2 separate regions of the Mus musculus genome follow, and region 1 is linked to region 2. The links are chromatin contacts, called in public HiChIP or PLAC-seq maps. All regions are on one chromosome and are shown on one strand. The core of a region is the stretch at or near the end of the contact, and the rest is flanking DNA. Distances in the headings are between cores, read along the strand shown.

The links. HiChIP or PLAC-seq counts read pairs in DNA pulled down with a chosen protein or histone mark.
Region 1: an HNF4G HiChIP or PLAC-seq map of pancreatic cancer cells shows a contact between it and region 2. The contact joins the promoter of Efna3 here to the promoter of Muc1 in region 2. A contact is called at or near these places in 9 of 39 promoter capture datasets (the 3T3-L1 cell line, the SN4741 cell line, cranial neural crest and 6 more), 1 of 15 datasets of contacts at CTCF or cohesin (embryonic stem cells), 11 of 115 datasets of contacts at active chromatin or transcription factors (the 230-238 cell line, double positive thymocytes, embryonic stem cells and 5 more) and 3 of 9 other capture datasets (adipose tissue, liver and pancreatic islet).

What each region holds. Positions count from the first base shown.
Region 1 is chr3:89,319,902-89,324,495 of GRCm38.p6, forward strand. It overlaps Efna3 (ephrin A3), which reads right to left and starts at 3,038. Exons shown (of 5, transcript NM_010108.2): 1 at 2,805-3,038. The coding sequence starts at 2,932. It overlaps Gm15998 (a long non-coding RNA gene), which reads left to right. Exons shown (of 2, transcript XR_003954662.1): 2 at 1-339.
Region 2 is chr3:89,227,172-89,231,910 of GRCm38.p6, forward strand. It overlaps Muc1 (mucin 1, transmembrane), which reads left to right and starts at 1,885. Exons shown (of 7, transcript NM_013605.2): 1 at 1,885-2,006; 2 at 2,740-4,043; 3 at 4,142-4,194; 4 at 4,330-4,463; 5 at 4,592-4,713. The coding sequence starts at 1,949. It overlaps Mir92b (microRNA 92b), which reads right to left and starts at 27; the gene lies at 1-27.

The sequences.
Region 1 (4,594 bases), core at 1,788-4,287, 94 kb after region 2:
GCGAGGACCCGCCGAAAGCGAGACATACAGGGATGGAAAGACTCTGCCATATACAGAGGGGAGGCGAACACAGACGGATTCGCCCGAAAGGGAAAGGGAGGGAGGGAGGCACAGAGAGAGAGAGAGAGGGGAAGCCAGAAACCGGGAAAGGGAGGAAATGAATGAGAACCAAGCAAGACTTGGGGGAAAAAAAAAAAACGGCAAAGAGTCAGCATTGAGTCCAGAGAGGCCCACAGCAGAGGAGACAGCGCAGAAGAGAAATCTGGACACACTGGCGAGCAGACGAAAACTGACCACCACGGGCGTAGTAGAGGTCTCAATAAATATTTGTTGAATGAATGTGTGAATGATAGTCGTCAGCAACAGCAACGTTTCCTAGATAGGTAGGGAGATCACGAGAAGAAGATGCTCTAGAGGAGAGTAGCAACACCTTCGTTTTAGTTCACAGAAATGAGGCTCTGGAGAGGGGGAAAGACATGTTTGGCCTTCAACTCCGCCCCCATTCAGTCCCCGACGCAGGAGACCCCACGGCTTCACACTCTCACCACTCTCTCCAATAAGGTTGCTCCCACCGCGTCCTAGTTTCTGGGCCAGGTTAGGAAAAGGTCTCGATTATTCCCAGGGACTATAACTCAAGGGGCTGACTGGGGGAAGGGGTGATAGCTAGGTAGCCAGGACCCAGCCACCCGCCCCAGGTCTGTCGGAGTAGGCTACTGCAGGTCTGTCAAAGGAGGCTATTGCACGTGTCCCACCAGCACCCTCCCACGTGACCCCAAGAGGCGGGGTCGCAGACCCTCCCCACGTGACCCCAAGGGGCAGAGACCCTCTACACGTGATGAGAGGTGGGAGCCAGGAACCTAGATCACGTGACTGGGGGGGCCTGGGAGCCTGTGGCTCAGCCCGGCCCCGCCCCCAGCTCCCCGGCCCTCTCCACTCCCGGCTCTGGAGCACGTCGCTCTCACGATTTATGGGGCCGCGGATGCCGCAGTGAGAGAGCCGGGGAGTCCGGGCGCAGCGGCAACAAAGGCCCGGGAAGCGGGGCGGGGGCGGCAGCGGCCTCCTGGTCCGGTGTGCGCCGCCTCCTACCTCCGTCGGTCCCTGCCCACACCGGAGTGGAGAGGGCGAAAGGAGGTTCTGGGAACCATCCCGTTCCGGAGCTTTCACCTGCGCCCAGGTGTATGCGGGGGAGGTGAACCTGATCAACGCTCCCCCCAAGGCTATTTCCACACCCCCTAGGCTCTGGCAAGCTACCAGCAGTGGGGTTCCCCAAGGGTGGCGGGGAACCCAGGGTCTCTCGCCTGCGAGCTCTCTGCTCGTGCCAGACTGTAGCGGGGCGGGGGTCGGACGTGTAAATCTTAAGGGGGGGATGAGCAAGATAGATACAGCAGGGGAGTCAGCCCTCGGGGCCCCCCGGGGAGGATGGAGTCCCGCTCCGGGGGGGAGGGGCTGCAACCCCACCCCCGAGGTTTCCATGGGAAGCGAAAGGGGGGCGTCATTAGCTCATCCCCACCCCCAGTCTGACACTCTGGGCGCGAGGAGAAAGAGGGGGAGGCGCAGAGCCCCAAACAACAAAGAGCAGAGCAGCAAGCAGGAGCCCCTCCCCCGGAAGGTTGGGGGTCGTGGTCGAGGCCCTTCAGGTCCCCTCCCCTGGGGTCTCACCATTTGTTCCCTAGTCGGCCCCCAGGGCGGAGAGTCAGAAGCAAAGCTGCCGCCACCGCCCGGGCAGGTGTGACAGTGATCCCCGTGTCCCCAGGGATCCCCCTACCAATACACTGAGGTGGCCAGAGTGATACACACGACAGCTCGGCAGGGAGAAGACAAGGGCAGCAAGGACTGTGCAGAATGATGGCCCGGTCCGGCAGCCGGCACCGAGCCGCCGCGCCACACACCGGAGGAAACCACACGGCCGCCCTGACACCCGCCCAGACCGCGGCGGCGCCAAGAGCCACCCCAGCCCAGACAAGACTGGCCACGCGGACACCGACCGCAGCCCCCTCCCCGATCCGCCGCCCGCTCCCACCCCTAGACGGTCGCCGACGCAGACACACAAATCACACACAGACACACGCACACTGACAGCCGCGCACGCCCGTTCACACTCAGTGCCATACGCCGTCCCTAGCTTCAGTGCGTGTGTGTGTGTGTGTGTGTGCGTGTGTGTGTGTGTGTGTGTGTGTGACATGCCGACATCTCTGCCTTCTTCCTTCTCACCAGTACCCTGCGTTCCTAGGGCCCCCCAACTTCGCGACCCTGGCCCGGCTCACCCCAGCAGGGCTTATTCACACAACCAGAGCAACCCCTTACCCTTCGTCCTGAGGAGGTGGAGAATCGGAGTTCCTGCCTTAATGCCGAACCCCACTTTTAAAACCAAGAGTCTTAAGCAGAACCCCATCAACATTACAGGCTGAAAACAGGTCATCCTTCAGCTCCCAAACGCAGCGGCCTATCCCTAGCACACCGGTACTCACAGACTTCAACCTAGCCAAAAGGAGCGTGGATGGTGGGGGAGACTACGGGACAGAGAACACTATTCCATTGGCGAGTGTGGAGAGAAACCAAGATGGGGTTAGGGACCCCCAACAGCCTCCTCCGCACGGCCAGAGCGCTCTTTACTATGCCCCAACAGCTTCTCTCAGACACCCCCGAGTTTCACAGACGCCCACATAGTGCGTCCCCTCTCCCTCGCCTCTCGGTACCAAGCCTGTCTCCCAGGACTGCTGCCAGGTTCCCCTAGGACTTCTCGGGCCCACCAGCTCCCCCATCACTGACGCGGGACGCACGGGTTCTCCGGGTCCCCGACTCACTGCTGATTGGAGCTGTTCCAGTATACCGCATGCCGGTTTCCCAGTGCGCCCCCAGGCCCCTGGGCCAGCAGCGGCAGCAGCGGCACGGGCACGAGCAGCAGCAGCAGCAGCAGCGGAGCCGCCGCCATCCCCGGAGCCGCCGCCGCCGCCGCCCCCCGACTGAGCCCCGCACTCCCGGCTTCTCAGCTTCCCAGCTCCCTGCTGCCGCCGCTGCCAGCCCCCAATCTTAGTCACGCCCACAATCCTTCCCTCCGCCCTTCTGGGCGCGCCCCCGAAGCCCCGCCCCTGGCGCGCTCACGCGGGGCTCCGCCCCACTTGAGCCCAGAGCGCGCCGCGCGTGGGCGACCCATACTGTGTAGCCCCTTTAGGAACAACGCGCCTCTCCTCTCTCCTAGGTGATTTGCTGCAGAGGTTTGCGTCTTTAGGTCCCCCAAGCTTGGAGTTCACAGAAGGATTTGGAAGCCAAGACCTGGACATACATCTGGTGTAGGTCCACACCTTTCTCCATAGAGTGTGGGGGCGTTGAGCGAAGATCTACGTCTGGAATAAGCAAGAGTAGACCCATATCGGACCTCTACTTCCTCCACCCCTTTCCATGTGTGCAAGGAGTTAAATGGACACAAGATGGGGAAGCCTTCAGGTGGTACCAAGAGCTAACAGCTGGCTGCCTGAAGGCCCTCACCTGAAGCCAAACCAGAACACCTCAGCCCAGAGTGTCACCTTCTGGGGGCTGGGCACAGTAGCTATACTTCCTTAATCCTGACACTCTAGAAGCAGAGCCTGGCAGATCTCTGTGAGTTCGAGGGCACCTACATTGGTCTGTGTAACAAGTACCAGGCCAGGCAGGGCTACGCAGCGAGACCGTGTCCCCCCACCCCCACCCCCCGCCCCGTCTCAAAAAAAAAAAAAAAAGCCTAAGCCTTCTATGGTAATCCAGGGCAAAGGTATTTGGTGGTGGTGAGTTGCCAAGGCGAGTTGGAGCCAGGCAGGAATGGAGCAGTCTTCTTGGAAAGCCCACAGAGGTCCCCTCACTGCCTCCGATTCCCTCAGTGATGTCCTTAGGCACGCTCATTCCTGCTTCCATAGATGCTTTCTCTAAGGACAGAGGGCACCTTATATTCCAGCACTTGCCACAGCAGTTGTCTTCTTAGGGACATACAGGCACAAAGATGACATGCACACAGCGATGGGAGAGAAAAAAAATAAAGGTGTCCATATCCAGAAACAGGAGCAATGGACACTTGACATACAGTCCAATCTAGGCACACAAGGTGCCTATAGAGTAGAAATTGGTGTAAACATAGGCCCCTAGACAGAGACACTGACGTATACAGACACACTCTTCTCCCATGTGATTGACCCTCTTTGTGAGGGATCCAGAATACAGATCTACTAGGCATTCACCCCTTATCTTGTCTCTTTCCCAGAAGCCCAGACTGAAAGACAAAGCAGAACCGGGCCTTACTGGGTTCTTAGAACCCACAGCACCTGTGCCCAGGGAGGCAGGCACATTGCTGTTTTGTTGTGTTTCAAGAGGTAGGAAAGATAGCAGCACCTCAGTCAGTTACCTTTGGCAGTACAAGGCCCTGACCACACGCCTGCCTTGGGGGAAGGGCACCGCATGCACAGTAGGTACCATGCCTCCCTGCTGCTAGGCAAGAGTGGGTGCTGTCCTCCTGGGATACCTCTCCACTCCTGGGAGATACCTTCTCTCTCTTCTTGGGAGCCAGAAAATAAATGAGGCCCTTTGAGATGGGAGTGAGGGACTTTGCAAACAGCTCTCTTCATTC
Region 2 (4,739 bases), core at 635-3,134:
CACCACGTCCCGTCCCTCCCGCCCACCCGGGGCTCTGGAATCCCGCTCCCTAACCACCTGGGCCGCTGGAACCCAGGGACTGGAGTGCTCTGGGGAGTATAGGTCACCTTAGAGGTGCGCCAGAGCCTGAACACCCGAAGAGTGAAAGGTGGCGAAAGGGAAAGGGTGAGGAGAGGAGGGGAGCCTCTGGTGCCCCGAAGGCCACTTTCCAACGCTAAAGCAGTGCGCGCGCTTGCTCTTTAAATACTCAGACTGAGAGGCGCAGAGCCATCGCCATGGTGACGGGTGTCCCAGCAACCGAATTGAATGGCTGTTGCCTGGCAATCCTGGGAGTTGGGGTTTGGTGCCGCCCACCTAAATACTTGTGGGCGAACTGACGTAGGGCGGCTCCACTCCGCCCGGAGCAGGCCTGACAAAGCCTCTCAGAGGCGGGACACACGGCGGGAGCGTGGGACCCACGCCTCCGTTCCTGCACCTCCGAAATGTTTTTAAAGTATTAGTTTCCGTCTTGTATTCGTTGGGACTAAGAACTGTTTGCCTACTACAGTTGTAACTGCTCCTGCTGGTTTACTCCGCAACCTCCGCTTGCGGGATCCGGCCTGGCATCCTCAGTCCGCGCTACTGTGAACCCAAAGCCCTCCCCAAATTCAACTGTTTCTGCCCTTCAGAACACCTTTCGTTTCTCCCTAAACACACACACAAACACACGGGTTTGCCTTGTTTCGAGTGCTTGTTCGCCCCAAATATTCCTTTCCCAGATACATCTCAACGTTCTCATGTTCCACGATCGGCCCACCTACTTAATCTCTTCCTCCTCAATATCTAGCTACCTAGACATAACCCGTCCTACACCCCACCCCCCACCATTCAATGTCATCACACAACTTGATGCCCCCCCTTCCAGATACCTTGGGGCTCCAACCACTTTTACCCTACCCGCAAACACCATCCCCAGAAGTCTAGTAGCCCAATTAATGACCCTTGCTTCTCCCCTACAGTGTGCATTCTTTCCTATCTGTCCGAGGCATTGATTCTTTTCGCCAAGGCACAATTAACTTCCTTAAGTTAATCTGTCTCAACTTGGGCTGTGCTGCCAAACTATCGGCTGGTGCGAGTACGCCGCGCGACGCTCGCGGTGACCACTAGAGGGCAGGCGTTTCCGGATAGAAGGGCCGGTCAACCTGCCACTCAAGGTGGAGGGTTGGGTAGGAAGGACCTTAGGCTTCAGTGGAGCCCAAGTTTAGTCCTTTTTAAGTGGAAATTTCCCCCACCGCCTTTCTCGGGAGAAAGCCAAAGAGAGACCCAGGCTACTGGAAAGTCTGGCAGGGGCGGGGATTGTGGTTTTCAGAGTACCGGGAACGGCTAGAAGGGCGGGGCTGTTCCGGGAAGTGGCGGGGGGGGGGGGGGTTCGGGGAGGGAGACTAAAACTAGCGACCTGTCCACTATTATCCAGCCCCCTTATGTCCTCTCAACTTGTGAGAAGTGGTGTTCAAGGACCCGCAGAGAGAATAGGAAAAGGGATCGGGGGACCTAGGGATGGACTTCCCATGTCTTGCTGTCCAGGGCCTTTCTGTGTTTCCTTTCCTCTTCTTGGCGGTCACTCTGGGACTAAAACCAGAGCCAGGGGGCCCCAGGTTTCCTCCACATACACACCTGGGGTAGTCAAGGAGCGGTTGGTAAAAGTGGGAGGCCAGATGGAGAAAAAACAGGTTGTCATAAGGTTGAGTGATTGGAGCCCAAGTACCCTACACAGGAATGACTGGGGGGGAGGAGGAGGAAAAGAATAGGGGAGGGGGCGGAGTTTTGTTACCTGTCACCTGCTCTGACTGTGCCTAGGGCGGGAGGGGGACTGGTATAAAGCAGCAGGCACCAGCCCTGTTCCACCTCACACACGGAGCGCCAGCCTTGAGTTTGTTTTCTAGCCCCTTCCCGCCTGTTCACCACCACCATGACCCCGGGCATTCGGGCTCCTTTCTTCCTGCTGCTACTTCTAGCAAGTCTAAAAGGTGAGAGGCGCAAGGTGGGGAGGGGCTGCGCTGTTCAGGTGGGACTCCCAGTCTTTCTGTGGAGTTTGCTTACTGGTAGATTATGAGAGTCATAAATGGCCATCCATACAGGTATGGCCCAGTATGTGCCAGGGGGGAAAAGAGGCTAAGGAAGGAGGCTGAGAAGAGGTGACCCCTCAGGAGAGTGGGCACTATAGTAGGCAAATAATACTCTTTGTGGGGAGTAGAGAAGAGAGGCTGTGTCAGGAGAAGTAGCTCCGGAGTGGAAGAATGGGGCCGTGTGCAGTGGTTCCAGTCTATAGTTCCCACACCCTGGACGCTCAGGTTCACAGAGAGTTCAAGGCCAGCTTAGGCTACAGTATGAATACTTGTCTCAAGTAGAGGAATAAATGAGCCAGAAGCAGAGGTGAGACCTCTGCTTAGGGAGGGAGGCTGTCAGGATGAAGGCAAACCAGGGGCTACCTGATGCTAACATGATCCCCCTTCCTTCCCCGGTTACTTTGTTTTCAGAGTTTATATTTTTCTTCTTGCTCTGATTTTTATTCATCAACCCAGTAGGTTTTTTTTTTGTTGTTGTTGTTGTTTTGTTTTTTTTTTCTTCAACTTTGGCTCTAGCCGGAACTAAAACATCACACATGTTATCCAAAGCGACCCAGTGTCCAACTCTGTTGATTAGTGCTGCGCTGCTGTGAGCATAAAAACAGTTTACCCCTAATCTTCCACTCTGGTTCAGGTTTTCTTGCCCTTCCAAGTGAGGAAAACAGTGTCACCTCATCTCAGGACACCAGCAGTTCCTTAGCATCGACTACCACTCCAGTCCACAGCAGCAACTCAGACCCAGCCACCAGACCTCCAGGGGACTCCACCAGCTCTCCAGTCCAGAGTAGCACCTCTTCTCCAGCCACCAGAGCTCCTGAAGACTCTACCAGTACTGCAGTCCTCAGTGGCACCTCCTCCCCAGCCACCACAGCTCCAGTGAACTCCGCCAGCTCTCCAGTAGCCCATGGTGACACCTCTTCCCCAGCCACTAGCCTTTCAAAAGACTCCAACAGCTCTCCAGTAGTCCACAGTGGCACCTCTTCAGCTCCGGCCACCACAGCTCCAGTGGATTCCACCAGCTCTCCAGTAGTCCACGGTGGTACCTCGTCCCCAGCCACCAGCCCTCCAGGGGACTCCACCAGCTCTCCAGACCATAGTAGCACCTCTTCTCCAGCCACCAGAGCTCCCGAAGACTCTACCAGTACTGCAGTCCTCAGTGGCACCTCCTCCCCAGCCACCACAGCTCCAGTGGACTCCACCAGCTCTCCAGTAGCCCATGATGACACCTCTTCCCCAGCCACTAGCCTTTCAGAAGACTCCGCCAGCTCTCCAGTAGCCCACGGTGGCACCTCTTCTCCAGCCACCAGCCCTCTAAGGGACTCCACCAGTTCTCCAGTCCACAGTAGTGCCTCCATCCAAAACATCAAGACTACATCAGACTTAGCTAGCACTCCAGACCACAATGGCACCTCAGTCACAACTACCAGCTCTGCACTGGGCTCAGCCACCAGTCCAGACCACAGTGGTACCTCAACTACAACTAACAGCTCTGAATCAGTCTTGGCCACCACTCCAGTTTACAGTAGCATGCCATTCTCTACTACCAAAGTGACGTCAGGCTCAGCTATCATTCCAGACCACAATGGCTCCTCGGTGCTACCTACCAGTTCTGTGTTGGGCTCAGCTACCAGTCTAGTCTATAATACCTCTGCAATAGCTACAACTCCAGTCAGCAATGGCACTCAGCCTTCAGTGCCAAGTCAATACCCTGTTTCTCCTACCATGGCCACCACCTCCAGCCACAGCACTATTGCCAGCAGCTCTTACTATAGCACAGTACCATTTTCTACCTTCTCCAGTAACAGTTCACCCCAGTTGTCTGTTGGGGTCTCCTTCTTCTTCTTGTCTTTTTACATTCAAAACCACCCATTTAATTCTTCTCTGGAAGACCCCAGCTCCAACTACTACCAAGAACTGAAGAGGAACATTTCTGGATTGGTGGGTATCAGCCTAGCCTCTGCCATGTGTCCCCTGACGTAGCTCTTCAGGACTGCATGGCTTTCACATCACTCCTGAGTCTTCTCCTCTTCTCCCAGTTTCTGCAGATTTTTAACGGAGATTTTCTGGGGATCTCTAGCATCAAGTTCAGGTACAGTTCTGGATTTGACTTGGGGGAGGAATGGTCAGTCTCGTGACTTTGTGGTGTCGGGATGGGGGTGGGGTGGGGAGAGGAGTGCTGAGCTATAAGCTCAGTCTATCTGAGCTCCCTATTTCCTGTGACCAGGTCAGGCTCCGTGGTGGTAGAATCGACTGTGGTTTTCCGGGAGGGTACTTTTAGTGCCTCTGACGTGAAGTCACAGCTTATACAGCATAAGAAGGAGGCAGATGACTATAATCTGACTATTTCAGAAGTCAAAGGTGAGGTGATAGCCCCAGCTGCAGCCTGGCACCATACTATGGGGCTTTACCACCTGTTTACTTCTGGCGCCAGGAGTGGGAAATCCACCTCCCTTGGGGACTTCCCTGACCACCGCTTTCCCTTCTAGTGAATGAGATGCAGTTCCCTCCCTCTGCCCAGTCCCGGCCGGGGGTACCAGGCTGGGGCATTGCCCTGCTGGTGCTGGTCTGTATTTTGGTTGCTTTGGCTATCGTCTATTTCCTTGCCCTGGTAAGTCTCAAGCCTTCTGCGGCGCG